Regions from separate parts of the Danio rerio genome. Here region 2 is linked to region 1. The links are chromatin contacts, called in public HiChIP or PLAC-seq maps. All regions are on one chromosome and are shown on one strand. The core of a region is the stretch at or near the end of the contact, and the rest is flanking DNA. Distances in the headings are between cores, read along the strand shown.

Region 1 (7,029 bases), core at 2,824-5,323:
CAACTGACCACAGAGTTATGGGAGCAGAAAAAATATCAATCTGTGAACATATTTTATACTTTAAATAAGGAAAAAGAACAGGCATTATGGATGTGACAAAAAAAGTTAGCGAGTTTACAGTATACAACATACTTTGTAGAAATTCTGTGAACTAAACTGAACAACCCAAAAGAAACAACGCTAATCAAAAGAATAAGAGTTGGCTCTCTATAGGAAAAACATGACTGAATTTATTTTATTTTACATTTTTGCATTTGTGAGGGAAAAGTGTCGTTGTGGATGTGACATCTCCATTACGGATGTGACAGATGTAAAATTGCCACTAGTGTGACTGGTAAATCAAACATAATTGTTTGAAAACACAGACAGATACATTGTTGAGTATTTCTAAAGTACTGTGAAATACAAGCCTACACAAAAAAGTTGGAAATGGTTTCCGTATTTTAGGTAAAAACTGGCAAGGTTGACATTTGCATGGAACTGCATATATGCCAACTATTTCTCATTAGAGTATAGGTAGACAAGGCAAGTTTATTTATATAGCACATTTCATACACAGTGGCAATTCAAAGTGCTTTACATAAACAAGAATAAAAGAAACAAGTATAAGAAAAATAAAAACAAATAATATATATATATATATATATTTTTTTTTTAAAGACTGTTAGATTGGGGTTAGGGTTAATGTACGTTGACATGTACTTGCAAAGTTTCTTATAGTCAGTTAAATGTCTGTTGAAGGAGCAGTATCAGCAGATATTAAGCAGACAGTCTACTAATGGTCAAATGAGAAGTAATTGGCATGTAGTTGCTATGCAACTTTTAGTTAACAAAATGTGCAATAGGGACCATCAAAATAAAGTGTTACCAGAATCGTTGGCATAACATAACAATTAATCCTTGATTGTCAATTAAGTGCTTAAATTGCCTATACATAAAATAAACTACACACTTATCAACATATCAAATAATTACAAGTAGATGAAAAATACTACCACGATTAACTTTTATAGCAAATAATTAAAGCAGCTACGATATGTTAGGAAGTTTCTGTGATCTCATAGGCAGATTTAACCAATAAACAAGGTAGACAGCTGCTTAGGGCCTCAGTGAACTGGGGGGCCCCAACCAATGCCAAGAAGCCTATATTAATCATTTAGCGCTTTTATAAATTTTCTATCATATGTTGTAAAATCTACGATTTTAATGTTATCACTTTCAAATACAGCGGCCCCCATCAACAGCCTAGTGGAGCGTTTCTTCTGTACTGCACATGCAAATATTAGAATCTATCACAAATATGGCTATTTAACTGTACACAGTTTGTGAACTTGTTTTTTTATTTGTGAATTTATCGTTTTTAATTTTACATTAAGAAACTATTTTAACATTGTTTATTAACAAAATAAATTAAAAAATCAACAGAGAAATAAAATAAATACACTGTAAAACCCAACAGTCAACAAGAAAATGTACTGAAAGTTAATTCTACTCATTTGAAAAAAGTTTTGAACTTGGGTAATGAAATACCTCATTTCATCAACTTTAATGGCGTAAGGTCACAGTACTCCTATAGATTTGTTTTTAACTCAAATGGTTTTTAGCAATCAGTTTCCTCAAATGGTTTGTGTTGCCTTAAATTATTGGGTATTACAGTACAGTTTGAATCCTCTTCATTTATTGGTTTTACTGTGCTCAAATTGCTTCATTTACTCTAATGAATCACGTCCACAGTACTGATTAGGATTAGTTTTTGAACTTAAATGGTTTGTTGCAATCAGTTTCCTCAAATGGTTTTAGTTACTTTAACTTTTTAGGTTTTACGGTGTATAGACCCTTTATACGTTTCCGGGTTTCTCAGTAGTGAAAGGTTTCATAGTTGGGTAAACTTAGAGCGCAGTGAATCGAAGAGTACAACAACAACAACAAAAATCACAACCCTATTCGCTGAAATAATAAAAGAAAAACGTTACAATGGTGTTATCAAGACTTTCAGAAAAAGTAAAAAAAAAAAAAATGGTGCGAGACAAGTGGTGCAGACAGAAGAGAAAATAACATCAAATTTACTCTCAGCCCCATAGACGCTGTACTAGAAACACCTTGCAAGCGGTAATGAATTTTTTTTGCAATTTGACGCAAAGATGATATAATATATTCATAAACACATATAAATGTTCGTATGGTTTTTTTTCAACTTTCAGGGATTTAAGAGTATGATGTCTGTTAAACATGTCATAACAATCTTGTGAAAATGATTCATAGAGTAATAGAATGTTTTGAGTTTCAATAGGGCCTCATACCTGGAATTGCTTAGAGCCCCTGAATCAATAAGTATGCCCCTGGTAATGCTCCATATATTCTCACTTTGTACATGCATCAAATATACCACAATAAACATGTGCAGCCTATTTTGTATAAAGCAGAGATACCCAAAGTAGAGCTTGTGGGACAAAGTTGCAACCTTTGATTATGCCCACCATGGATGGAGTGTTGGGGCAAATGAATTTAACACAGATTTCAGAGATCGTCATCACCTTTTTTTGTTTGTTGCTGTTTTATTGTTTCAATGAAATGTTGTAAATTAATCAGATTTTTTTCACATATAAATACTGTCACTAGACGGATGGAGGACTATACAGATGACATCAGCGAGCAAATCAAGGTAAAAACTAGTGTAATTCTGTTATAAATTACTTTGTTTTGTTTCATATAAAATACTGTATTAGTTCATGTAAAGCAATGTTTAATAGTCATTTTTAAACATTATTAAATAAATTTGGAAATTACCAATGGCAACCGTGTTTACCTTTGTCCCACTAGCCTCAATCAAGTTTGGTTTTAAACCCTTCATAAGAACACGTTTGGGCACCCCTGGTCTTAAGCTTCACCAAACTCACTAAAAATGTGATTTCTGGCCATTCTTTCTAATGTCATTCACAACAAGCCTCCCCCTGAAGCCCCCTGCTGTCACACGCCAGACCGACATCAAAGGGGGGAACATGCAGCCCTCTGATAAAGCCCCAAAACTTGGTCTTCAGACAGCCAGGAGGCAGAGAGCCGCGGGTGTCCTTCTCTGACGGTCTGAGAGCCGTGACATGGAAGCAGAACTGAAGGCACAACTGAGAGGATCTGCTGGGTTACTCATCAAACTCAGCGCACGTACATGGTCGCCCACGACTCGACTATCTATCTACACTGCGCCTACAGGGCCTGTTCTGCACACAGACACAGGGAGAGGTGTTAAAAAGACACTTCACACACACAGCAAAAGCCACTGCATTGCTGCAACAGGAAACGTCGAGGCCTTTTTTCTGAAAGTTGAGGAAGTGAGCGCGCAGTGATGAGCAGGAATTTCTCGCGCTGGGTGCGACAGACTTCTTGATTTCTGGCCGTGAGGCGGAAAATAATATAGTGTATCCTCGCTTGTAATGCATGTAACGTCAGTAATACAACAACATGTCGTGATAAGTGCTTGGCGTTGTCGCGAGTACATAAATAAACCAGCCACAACTTGAGACCAACAAGATAACAGCAGATCGCAGCTGATAATAGCGACTAAATGCAACACTCCTACGCGATTTCAGTTGCATTTGCTTTCCTATGGTGTCCAAGAGCAGGACGGAGGGCTGGTGAATCGTGCTGGTCAGTCACCCCACCCTGGCCGAAGTACAGGAGATGTCCAGTGATCATGTTTTAGGAGCGTTTGCTTCGAGTGCCTATGCATGTACACATCTTATGGGCTACAAACGAACGAGCTCAAATGCACTACTGGCTCCCCAAGACATCCCTCCAGCCTGGGAGGTTTGCAGGGAGTGTTCATCCTCGGGTGGGATGTTAGTACACAGTATCGTGACTTCAAAATTAGAAGTCAGAGCCTGAATTGAACCTGCGCTGTAAACTGTCTCTCTTACCTGGTCCCCGCCTTGTCGCCCATCTCCGCAGGCTGTTTCCTTCAGTAAAGGCTGGACACTTTGTAAGAGATGTTTCACAGAGACGAAACCTCGAATAAAGCGTTCCTCCTTTCCTCAATCAGTGCCAGTCTTGCAGGGTAGTTTCCGCAGCCCTGAGACGGAAGCCTCACTCGCCCCACTCCGCTCGCTGCTGCCGCTTCAGACAGCAAGCAACTGGGCTTTGGCCTGGGCGTTTGACAGGCAGAGCGAGTAGCCAATCACGAGCGGAGAATCTTCTACCGTCATCAGGCGGGTCATGATATCCGCCCACTTTGCCCAGGGGACCACCAATCAGAGATATGGTTGAGAAAGAACTTGTGCTGCTTTGGTACACACACATACACACACTACAAGGAAAAACTCAAACATTTGCATATTTACGTGTATCATATGGCGTATGTTCCGCGTTCTCGGGGGGAACGGCGAACTAGTGTTTGTAATGTATTTGACGGATTTGGAGTGCTCGCGCGTTTTCATCCTAATGTCAACCACAAAAATGATATCTCTGAAGGAAGTCCATTAAAATGTCAGAATGATGAGGCGAATGACATTACGCGGGATCAACAGACTGCAAAAACGTCTTAAACTACATTTTGTGAGGTGATGGTAATATTTCTCCTAGATAAACTAATACAGAGTTCGTTTAAGACTGAATATGACTCCCGTCTAATTTCAGTGTGTCACTAATGTCATTTTCCACAAGATTCCCATCATGGCATTATGTAACGCGCCCATGAACTCTCCTACTATAAAAGAGCCTTGCGCCATCTAGCGACCATCCAGAGAAAGGTAAACAACATCCACATACATATCGGAATATTCCTTTAGGCAACACATAAATAAATAAACAGCAGTAGTAACCTAGCTGCTGTTGATTACATATTTACAGTGATGAACTGTCTTAAAATGTTTTTTTATTGACATTAATCGAAGAATGTTTAATATCCATGACACTTTTTACTGGACAAGTTTCTTTAGATTGGGGTGCCCAAACATTTTAGTTTAAAGAGCCAAAAACCAAATATCATTGAATGCTTTGAGCTAAATGTAAATATACCAAAATGTATTACTCTAAAGTTGCCATGGGTCATTTCCTTGTATTTCATAATATTTCAAAATAAACATAAAACATTGCTTTAAATTGTATTAACTATTGCAGTATAACTTGTTAAATTATAACTTACTGCAATAAAAACAAACAATCACTTTTATAACACAGTGGAGTTCAATGCTGAATACACTGTTCAAGCAGAATCTGCCTTTGACTTGATTTTCCCAAAAGGCTTATTATTGGGTGACTGTGTACATTTAAACAGAATTTCATTAGTTTACAGCAGGGGTGTCCAAACTGAGTTTAGTCCCAACTTTCCTCAACACACCTGCCAGGACGTTTCTAGTATATACAGAAAATCTGCAGTCACACTGCACTTTTCTCCCCGTAGACTTTCATTCATACACACGCCAAGGCGTCAGACTGGAAACACAAGGTCGTGCGGCAAGTTTCGCAGTTCGCTGCGTTGGAAAGTTTAAGCTTGGTGAACTTTGACCTGCAAAATCGCATCACTTGACTGCGTGAGACCAATCAAGGATCAAAATATGACCTCTCTGGAATGAAATTTAAAACATGGAGCAATCGCTCGTTTTTTTAAACGTCTAATCATCTCGTTTAATCCCACCCCTTTTCGCAGTGCTGTACGACAGAATTTCGCATGCAAACTCTATTGTGACTGTGGCATAAGATCTTGATTAGCTGGTTCAGGTGTGTTTGATTAGGATTTGAGCAAAACTCTCTAGGAAACCGGCCCTCCAGGACTGAGTTTGGACACCACTGGTTTACAGCACTTAATTGAAAATTTTAATTTCAGTTAGCTTTTAACATAAAAACAAACAAACAAACAAACAATTACATTAAATTTGACCTGACAAACTCGAAACCATCTCCATCATTCTCAGATGGCATTGTGGTCCAAATCAAAGGGTTAACATGGGCCAACGTTAGCCCACGGGCCCTAGCTTGGGCATCTCTGCTTTAGATTGTCTTCACACTACAAAATTAATAGTTCTTTGGAGAACCCTAAATGACTTTGCAGAACAATGCACTTAGGGGCGACTTAACCAATAAGCAAGGTAAGCAGTCGCTTTGGGCCCAGGGGAATTATGGGCCCCCAACCAATACTAAAAAGCCTATATTAATCATATTTTATACATTTTTATCATATGTTGTAAAATCTGTCTATGAATGTTAAAGATTTTAACGTTATTTTATTCTTTTAATTTTATTTATTATTTTTTTATCTTGTTATTCTGTATGTCGTTGTCTATGTGTTAAAATAAATCAGCAGAGCCTATATTAAAATGCAGTATTTAAATGAGGTGGTTTGTTAGCCCAATGCTCAACCCCCCCAACTAGGAGAACCAGAACATACACTACAGACACCTTACCCAATTCTCCTACAGCGATCAAAACCATTGGAATCATTATTTAGTTTAAGGCACCTTAAATCATTCCCCCTCCAATTGTTCAGTCTTTTAAATATAAAACATCAAAATGAAAAGTGGAGTAGAAATGTTTAGAATATACAGTATTCTAGCCATAGTTTAATTATCCATACTTGTCAAAGTGACTCATGCTGGCATCCTATATATTCTTTGTCTGTTTCCAGAAAAACAACACACAAATAAAAACGTTTCAATTTAATTGCAAACCTCAAACATATAAAATGAAAATCATAGATACAGATAAGTACAGATTTATCATCAGCATTGTGTCTTACTTTATATTCAACCAAAACATGAGAATCAAACTAGAGATGCACGATATATCAGCGACCAAATCAACATTGGCCAATTTTTTTGTTCAGATATTTCTTTTTTTACGAGTGCTCATACTTGTTTTCCGCTAACGTTTGACCACATTTTACACAAATCTGTACTTTTATACATATATATATATATATATAGTGCATTCCTAGATCACACAACAGTTAATATTTATAGGGAAGATAATATAAATACCTTTCCTATACTGATCTTGGATGTGCTAATAATAATAAACGACATATAGCGCACCCGCCTGCAA
Region 2 (7,029 bases), core at 3,010-5,509, 130 kb before region 1:
ATGCCATTTTAATTTGTAAAGAAATCTGTTTTAAAACTAGTGACATGACATGTTTACTGTTCCAAAATATTTTAAATGTTTCTCAAGATTTAATATATTGTGTTAAAACGGGGAAAAGTTTTTGTTTTTTTTACCCAGACATTTAAAAACAACTTATTTTAGAGCAGTAATCACAATACCGTGAAACCGTGATATTTTTATCCAAGATTATCATACCGTCAGATTCTTATACCGGCCCATTCCTACTGGGCCCTAATAAATAAAGGGACTAAGGGGAAAAATGAATAAATATCTGCTCATTTTCTGTACAAGAAAAAATTTAATGTTCAAAAGAGTTACATTTTTACAGAATTCATGAAACATTTTTTGTGGATTCTTTGTTTTGATAAATATAATAAACCTGTGCTAAAAACCCAAACTTGAAAATGATAATGTACAAAATACTCTATTTAAAAAACTAATAGAAAATGATGCATAACTGTTTGAATAAATGCACTTTGTGAAAACACCCAATGCATAAAGTGAAATGTATGTTATGCAGTAATTGCATGCTCTCCTCTCACCTGTTTTTGCTCCAATCTCAATTTATGTCTGAGTACACTCAGTGCAGCTCTGACATCATTCTTGAACCCTCTTGATTTGGTTTTCTTAGGAGATGCAGAGCTTGAACCTCGCTCCTTCTCTAACTGCTGACTACTGCCACTCTTACTGGACTGTTTTGTCACCTGAAAAATGTAGCAAAATGAATAACAAGCTGTTATTAACCCCATCAAGTACAAATCCCAAAATTGTATGTCTCCATCCAAGTTGTTTAATATCGTTCACATTACTTTGCACCCAACAACAGTTAAAAAAAAAAAAAAAACACCTCTTTCTTTGCCTCTATTTCCTCTTCTTCCTCCTCACTTTCACTGTTGTTGATGAAGCAGAGCTGTAGATTCATTTGGCTCTGGAGCCTAGAATGTAAACAAGCACAGTTATTACAGATTTTTTCAGATTCTGATGAAGTTTGGGTTTTATGAAATCTGCGTGACCTTGATGTCAGAGAAGTGAGCCGACTGTTGCAATCATCCTCCATGTCCTCATAGGTTTCTCTGTGATTGCTTAGCCCTCGGATGTCTGGCCAGTCTACCGTCAGCCTGTCCAAGTCCTGCAGAAATATATTAAAGCATGATTTTGATGTGTACTAGTAAATGAAGTGTCACTCCAGTCAATCCACAACAAAAAAAAATATTCATTAAAATGTTTCACAATAGGGCAGCATGGTGGCTTAGTGATTAGTACTGTTGCCTCACAACAAGAAGGTGGCTGGTTCGAGTCTCAGCTGGGCAAGTTGGCATTTCTGAGTGGAGTTTGCATGTTCTCCCCATATTCGCATGGGTTTCCTCCGGGTGCTCCAGTTTCCCCCACGGTCCAAACACATGCGCTATAGGTGAATTGGGTAAATAAAATTGGTCATAGTGTATGTGTGTGAATGTGAGAGTGTATGGGTGTTTACCAATGCTGGATTACAACATTTGCCAGAATAGTTGGCAGTTCATTCTGCTATGGCAACCCCTGATGAAAAATTTAATTTAATGCGAAACTGTTTTTAATTTCATATAGACCTTTTCCCTTTGTCTCCGCTCCTCTTGTTGCTTCTCAAGTTCAGCGATACGAAGGCCCAGATCCTCCCAGTGCATGATGGGTAGGCCCAAGTCATCTTCAGGGTATCCCTCCTGCCATAATAATGCTGCTCCTTCTGCGTCCTCCTCCGTCTCGTCACTCTCTTTTTCATCTCCTCTCTCCCGCTCCTTTTCTTTTAGTCCATCCATTCTCAAGATGTCTAACAGGATAAGAGGGACACAAGGCCTCTGAGGATCAAGGAGACGATATATTTTAGGTGTAAAGCGTTTTTAAACACCAACATAACTCTCTTTATATTTTTGTAAGAGAAACCGCAATGAACAGATGACCCACCCAAATGTCAAACCCAAACATTCTGTCATCATTTACTCCCCCTCCACTGTTTCCAAAGCCTATTTGAGTTTTTTTCCAATTAGATATTTAGAAGATTGCTAGTAACTGGTAGCCACTGTCTTCCATAGTATTTTCCCCCTGACTTGGATGTTTAATAGCAACTGTTACCATCATTCTTCAAAATATCTTCTGTGTTTATTAAAAAATAAAAATATATAAATAAAGGTTTGGATTCACTTGAGGATTAATAAATGTTCATATTTGTGTGAAGTTTCAATCTAAAATTGGTTTTATTTAGTTGCTTCTAGTTGTAACAACAGCGATAATTATTTGACTGTTAACAAACAACATGTTTTTTTTTATTCCAGAGTAGTATGTAGCCATTTCATTTATTTCTAGCTCCCTTTCCAATTCTTATGTATTAAGTATAATTGAGCCCTACAGTTCTTATTCTAATTAGTTAGTGGTTTATCTTATTGCAATAAATCCAAGACTGTCTTTATGGCAGAAACAAATACATGTACACTGCTGTTTAAAATGTTGGGGTCAGTTTGGTTTTTAAATGTTTTTAAAAAAGCTTCTCCTGCTTACCAAAGCTGCATTCATATGATCAAAAACATATTACAAACTGTAAAATAGTGAAATGTTATTGCACTATAAATAACTGTTCAAAAGTAGTTTATCATTTAACTCAATCATTTATACCAGTGATTTTAATGGGGAATTTTTAACTTCATTACTCCAGTCTTCAGACACATGATCTTTTAGAAATCACTCTAATATGAATTATTATTATTATTATTGATAATTGTTATAAAAGCAAGAACGACTGGAGTAATAGTTTCATTTAAAACTACATACAATAAGAAAGCAGTTATTTAAAATTTTGGTGAACAGATTAATTTTCTTTACAGTGCTTATTCTTTGAGTGGTTTATTTTATTGGCATGAATCCAAGGCTATCTTTATGGCAGGAACAAATACATATACAAAAGTTACAAATGTACTTATACTAACTATTCAAATAATTACTAAAGTAATCTCTTTAGTCTTTAACGTGTAAAACACACACAATAGTTTCTAAATGGTAGACACTTGTGTCCACTTTTGTAACATTTTACCTACTACAAAGGCTAGTTGTGCAACATCTTTGTTTTATTTGACTTTTGGAGAAAATGGACGAAATGTCTTCTTATATTTTTTTCCTTGATCCGTTACAACATCCCCACAGCCATCTACCGTACTACCTCTGAAACTGCAATGGACAAAACTGCCCTGAAAAATCACTGACTAGTTTGGGAATTAAGTTTAATCAGAAAGGGAAATATATTTATTTCCATGTTTTAAAAGATTTGTACATTTCAGTTATTTAATAGGATTGTAATGTAGCATGATGCTATCCCCTTTGGCCACGTACTGAACTGACACGATGTGTCCTAAAGCTGAATCCTAAAAGTGTTTTTACCGGTATACTTACTCTTTTGGTGAATGTGTTGGCAAATTCTGTCCTGCTCTTCAACAGAACTCATACATTTCCATACTTTTCTTCAAGTCAAAGCTTGTTTTCCTCCGGGCTCGTCCCGTTACGCGCCCTCCTCAAGTCTTCGTTTATCCTTTTCTCTCTTTTTCATCCATGAAGATGATTCTGTTTCTCTTTTCAGCTCCTACCGCTAAACTAAGACTTTCATAAGCTTGTTTAAGGTTAATAATGTTACACAATTATAACAGTTTGTTTCTTAAAACCAAAGAATATAACTAAAACTCAACGCAGAGAGCAAAATCCTAAGGAATTTGGCGACGTTTTGTTATGGGTTGAGAGCATGAAGGGAGGAGGAATGAGCGAAGAGTCACAAAAGTTACCACTAAGGTGTCCAGTTTCAATCGTTTGCAAACACAGCTAATGCAAACTTATTAGATAAAACTTTAAAACTGAACAATAATGTAGTCAGTAACTAATGATGAATAGATGCACACAACGCTTTTTAAGACGAAAAACAAATTTGGGTTGAGGAGTCAAGCGTCAACAAGTCTAAACATGTTATATTAATGACAGGAAAACTGTAGGATTGTGTTTATATTTCGGTTAAACCTGTAAAATAGTGTTATAAAGTAACTTACAACTGTACATAAATTGTCAAAACGAAAAAAAAACTTTTTTAATCCGTTAAAGTGAGTCTGGTAAATGAAGTAAAAGTAAGTAAATTGCTTTGAATACACAGTCGTGGATCTCAGAATATCGGCAAGAATGTATTCTGAGCTATACAAAATGTGCTAAAAGTTTGTTTCAAACTTTCTATGACGTTACACTCTGTAGTTTCTCTACTTCCGCTTCCTCTAAAGTCAGCTGATTAAATCGGCTGACTGTTGACATCGATCCTACCGAGGTCAAAAAAACTCTAACAAAAGTAACTTCTGAAAGTTAAATCGACGGTCGCTTTAAGTTTGTTTCCTTTGAACCCGTCCTCTGGCATTTCAGGGTAACTGTAACCCAACCAGCGACTGCTCAGAAAATGGTTTCTTTGCTTTTCTGCGGTCCTAAACTGGCAGCGTGTGGACTGGTGCTGAGCATTTGGGGTGTTATTATGCTGGTAAGTTAACATGTTTTCTATAGTTTAGACATGTAAAAGACTCAATTTAAGCTTAGTAATAAGTACCTTCGCACAAACGGTCAACAATATCAGCAGCTTTGGGGTGGATCATGATGATTTAACGTTATTAAACATTACATTATAACATATTTCCTTACTACATTACGAAAGTAGCATATTAAATGTCATAGATTAATTAAAATGTATGAACTATCAATATAAAAACTAGTAGATTGTTGGTGATGTGTGAAATTACAGTCATGACACTATAGTTTACATTTTCTGATTTGTTTTAGGCATTGCTGGGGATTTTTTTCACCACTCATTCAGCTATTCTTATAGAGGACGTGCCTTTGACTGAGGAAGACTTACACAGCCAGTGAGTTCCGCTTGCTATTGAGTCACTCTGGAAAATAAAGAGCGTCTAACATAGGGGATGTCACATGCATTCATGACATTGTCTTTCTCTGTCTCCTTTCAGGGACACACCACCGCAAAGCGTCTATAAACTGTACAACCAAGTGGGATACAACTGCTTCATTGCAGCAGTAATCTACGTTGGCATAGGATTCCTGTCATTTTGTCAGGTTCGCCTGAACAAGCGCAAGGAATATCTGGTGCATTAGTACATGTGACTGGAGTTTAAACTCTACCTGTCCATTCCCTCACTGTGTCTATATGTAATAATGCTGTAATTGCTTTAAATTGAATGTGGATGTGTAAAATGGAATGAGATTATGTACTTTACTCTTGCCTTTCTGTCTTGAAGCTTCTCATAAATAGAAGATGAGTGAGTTTAATCATGTATGTGCGGTGCCTTAATTTGTCTTTTATAGTGCTGTTTGTATATGTGGACCTGTTAAACCTTTAAATGTCTATTATCTGCAAATGCTGTTGATAAATTATTGCCATTTTATTTATACACGTGTCAAATTTACAATCTGAGTAGGTGAATATTAGGTGGAAATCGACATGGTCCTGTTTTCACAATAAATGATTCATTCAAAATGGTGCCTGTGTTGTCAGTGTGCAGATTACTTTCAGATTGTATCCATTGCTCTATAATTACTTAATGAATAATAAAATGAATAAAATGATTTATAATTTTTTAATGAATGGTGTCCACAGATAAAGATATGCAGGAAAATATTACAAGTAAAATAAGAATACAACACTAAAATATGAAATAAAAATGTTTGGTGACACTTTAGGTCATACTTCACGATATTAACAAACCATTAACTAACACTACTACCTTAATAAACAACTAATTAACTGTTTATTCATAGTAAGGTAGAAGCTGAGTTTAGTTTATGGGAAGAATTGGGGATGCAGAATAAGATCATACTTCATAACCACTAATGAACAGTTAATATCTTAATAATAGGCAGGTAATAGGCGAGTAGTTAATAAAATAAATTGTGACCTAAAGTGTTAACAAAAATCTTTATTTGTAATGGACAAATGAAAAGCCAATGCATGCATATGTACACAGATTAAAGTTTAGTGATGATGCATTGTCTGCATCTGAAACAAAAATGTATTAAATATAAAACGTGTGTTTTCTAAAGCTGATGCATACAGTGGTAAAATATACACAGAAACAGCTCATAGAAAGTTCCGTTCAAACAGTTCAATGCACATTATTAGTTTAAAATCAAACTAAAAAACGGTTCACTAAAATGAATATAAAAAAGCTTTACGTACTGATGCTTTACAAAGTTTCAAATGATATATATTACAATTTTGACACATGCTGTGATAGATCCCATTGCTAAGCAAGTCATTGACTGGAAAAGATGGTACAAATGCGTATTTACATGTACTCTACCTGACAAAAGAATTGCCGTCGATCCCAGTTGTAATAGCAACAAATAATAACTTGACTTCTAATTGATCATTTGGAAAAGTGGCAAAAGGTAGATTTGGCAGAAGATTCTGTGCTATTATTCTTCATAGCGCTTCAAGCCTCCACATCAAAGTTCCTGAAAGCAAAGAAGGTCAAGGTGCTCCAAGATTGGCCAGCCCAGTCACCAGATAAGAACATTATTGAGCATGTCTGGGGTAAGATGAAGGAGAAGGCATTGAAGATGAATCCAAAGAATCTTGATGATTCGAGGAGTCCTGCAAGAACGCTTTCTTTGACATTATTTCTGCACATTACGCAACAAGACTGTCCAAGCAAAGTCAGACCTTACTGTCCTAGTTAAACAATTAAAAATCAAGGCAGGATCATGTTTTATTTTGGTAAAATAAGTGTAATCTAGAGGCCTTTGCCTTTCATATAAGCCACATCTGATACCAAATGATCACCTAGAAGTCAAGTTATTATTTGCTGCTCCTAATACTTGGATAGGCGACGACTTTTGTCAGGTAGTGTTTGTTTTTGTCTCTAAATAGTGATGCTGTTTTCCATGCGGCTTGGACAAAGGTAAAGGTACTGAAGTTCGAGTCCCTCGTTCTGGGCCATTATCTTGTCCTCC

What was found. HiChIP or PLAC-seq counts read pairs in DNA pulled down with a chosen protein or histone mark.
Region 2: an H3K4me3 HiChIP or PLAC-seq map of gastrula embryo shows a contact between it and region 1, with 4 times the contacts expected there. The contact joins the promoter of rnaseka here to the promoter of arrb2b in region 1. A contact is called at or near these places in 4 of 18 Hi-C or Micro-C datasets (caudal fin, embryo, hematopoietic stem cells and 1 more) and 2 of 4 datasets of contacts at active chromatin or transcription factors (embryo and gastrula embryo).

What each region holds. Positions count from the first base shown.
Region 1 is chr7:25,945,249-25,952,277 of GRCz12tu, reverse strand. arrb2b (arrestin, beta 2b) reads right to left here and starts at 4,073. Exons shown (of 15, transcript NM_201124.1): 1 at 3,912-4,073. The coding sequence starts at 3,934. It overlaps LOC108190781 (a long non-coding RNA gene), which reads left to right and starts at 4,240. Exons shown (of 8, transcript XR_012383299.1): 1 at 4,240-4,556; 2 at 4,654-4,739. It overlaps hmgb3a (high mobility group box 3a), which reads right to left. Exons shown (of 5, transcript NM_001122836.1): 5 at 6,630-7,029.
Region 2 is chr7:26,077,720-26,084,748 of GRCz12tu, reverse strand. It overlaps rnaseka (ribonuclease, RNase K a), which reads left to right and starts at 4,259. Exons shown (of 3, transcript NM_001045405.2): 1 at 4,259-4,546; 2 at 4,843-4,925; 3 at 5,028-5,558. The coding sequence starts at 4,469. The coding sequence ends at 5,172. It overlaps si:dkey-6n21.12, which reads right to left and starts at 3,772. Exons shown (of 7, transcript XM_017357018.4): 1 at 3,436-3,772; 2 at 1,608-1,825; 3 at 1,035-1,150; 4 at 869-956; 5 at 564-725. The coding sequence starts at 3,487. alox12 (arachidonate 12-lipoxygenase) reads right to left here. Exons shown (of 16, transcript NM_199618.1): 16 at 5,641-7,029. The coding sequence ends at 6,939.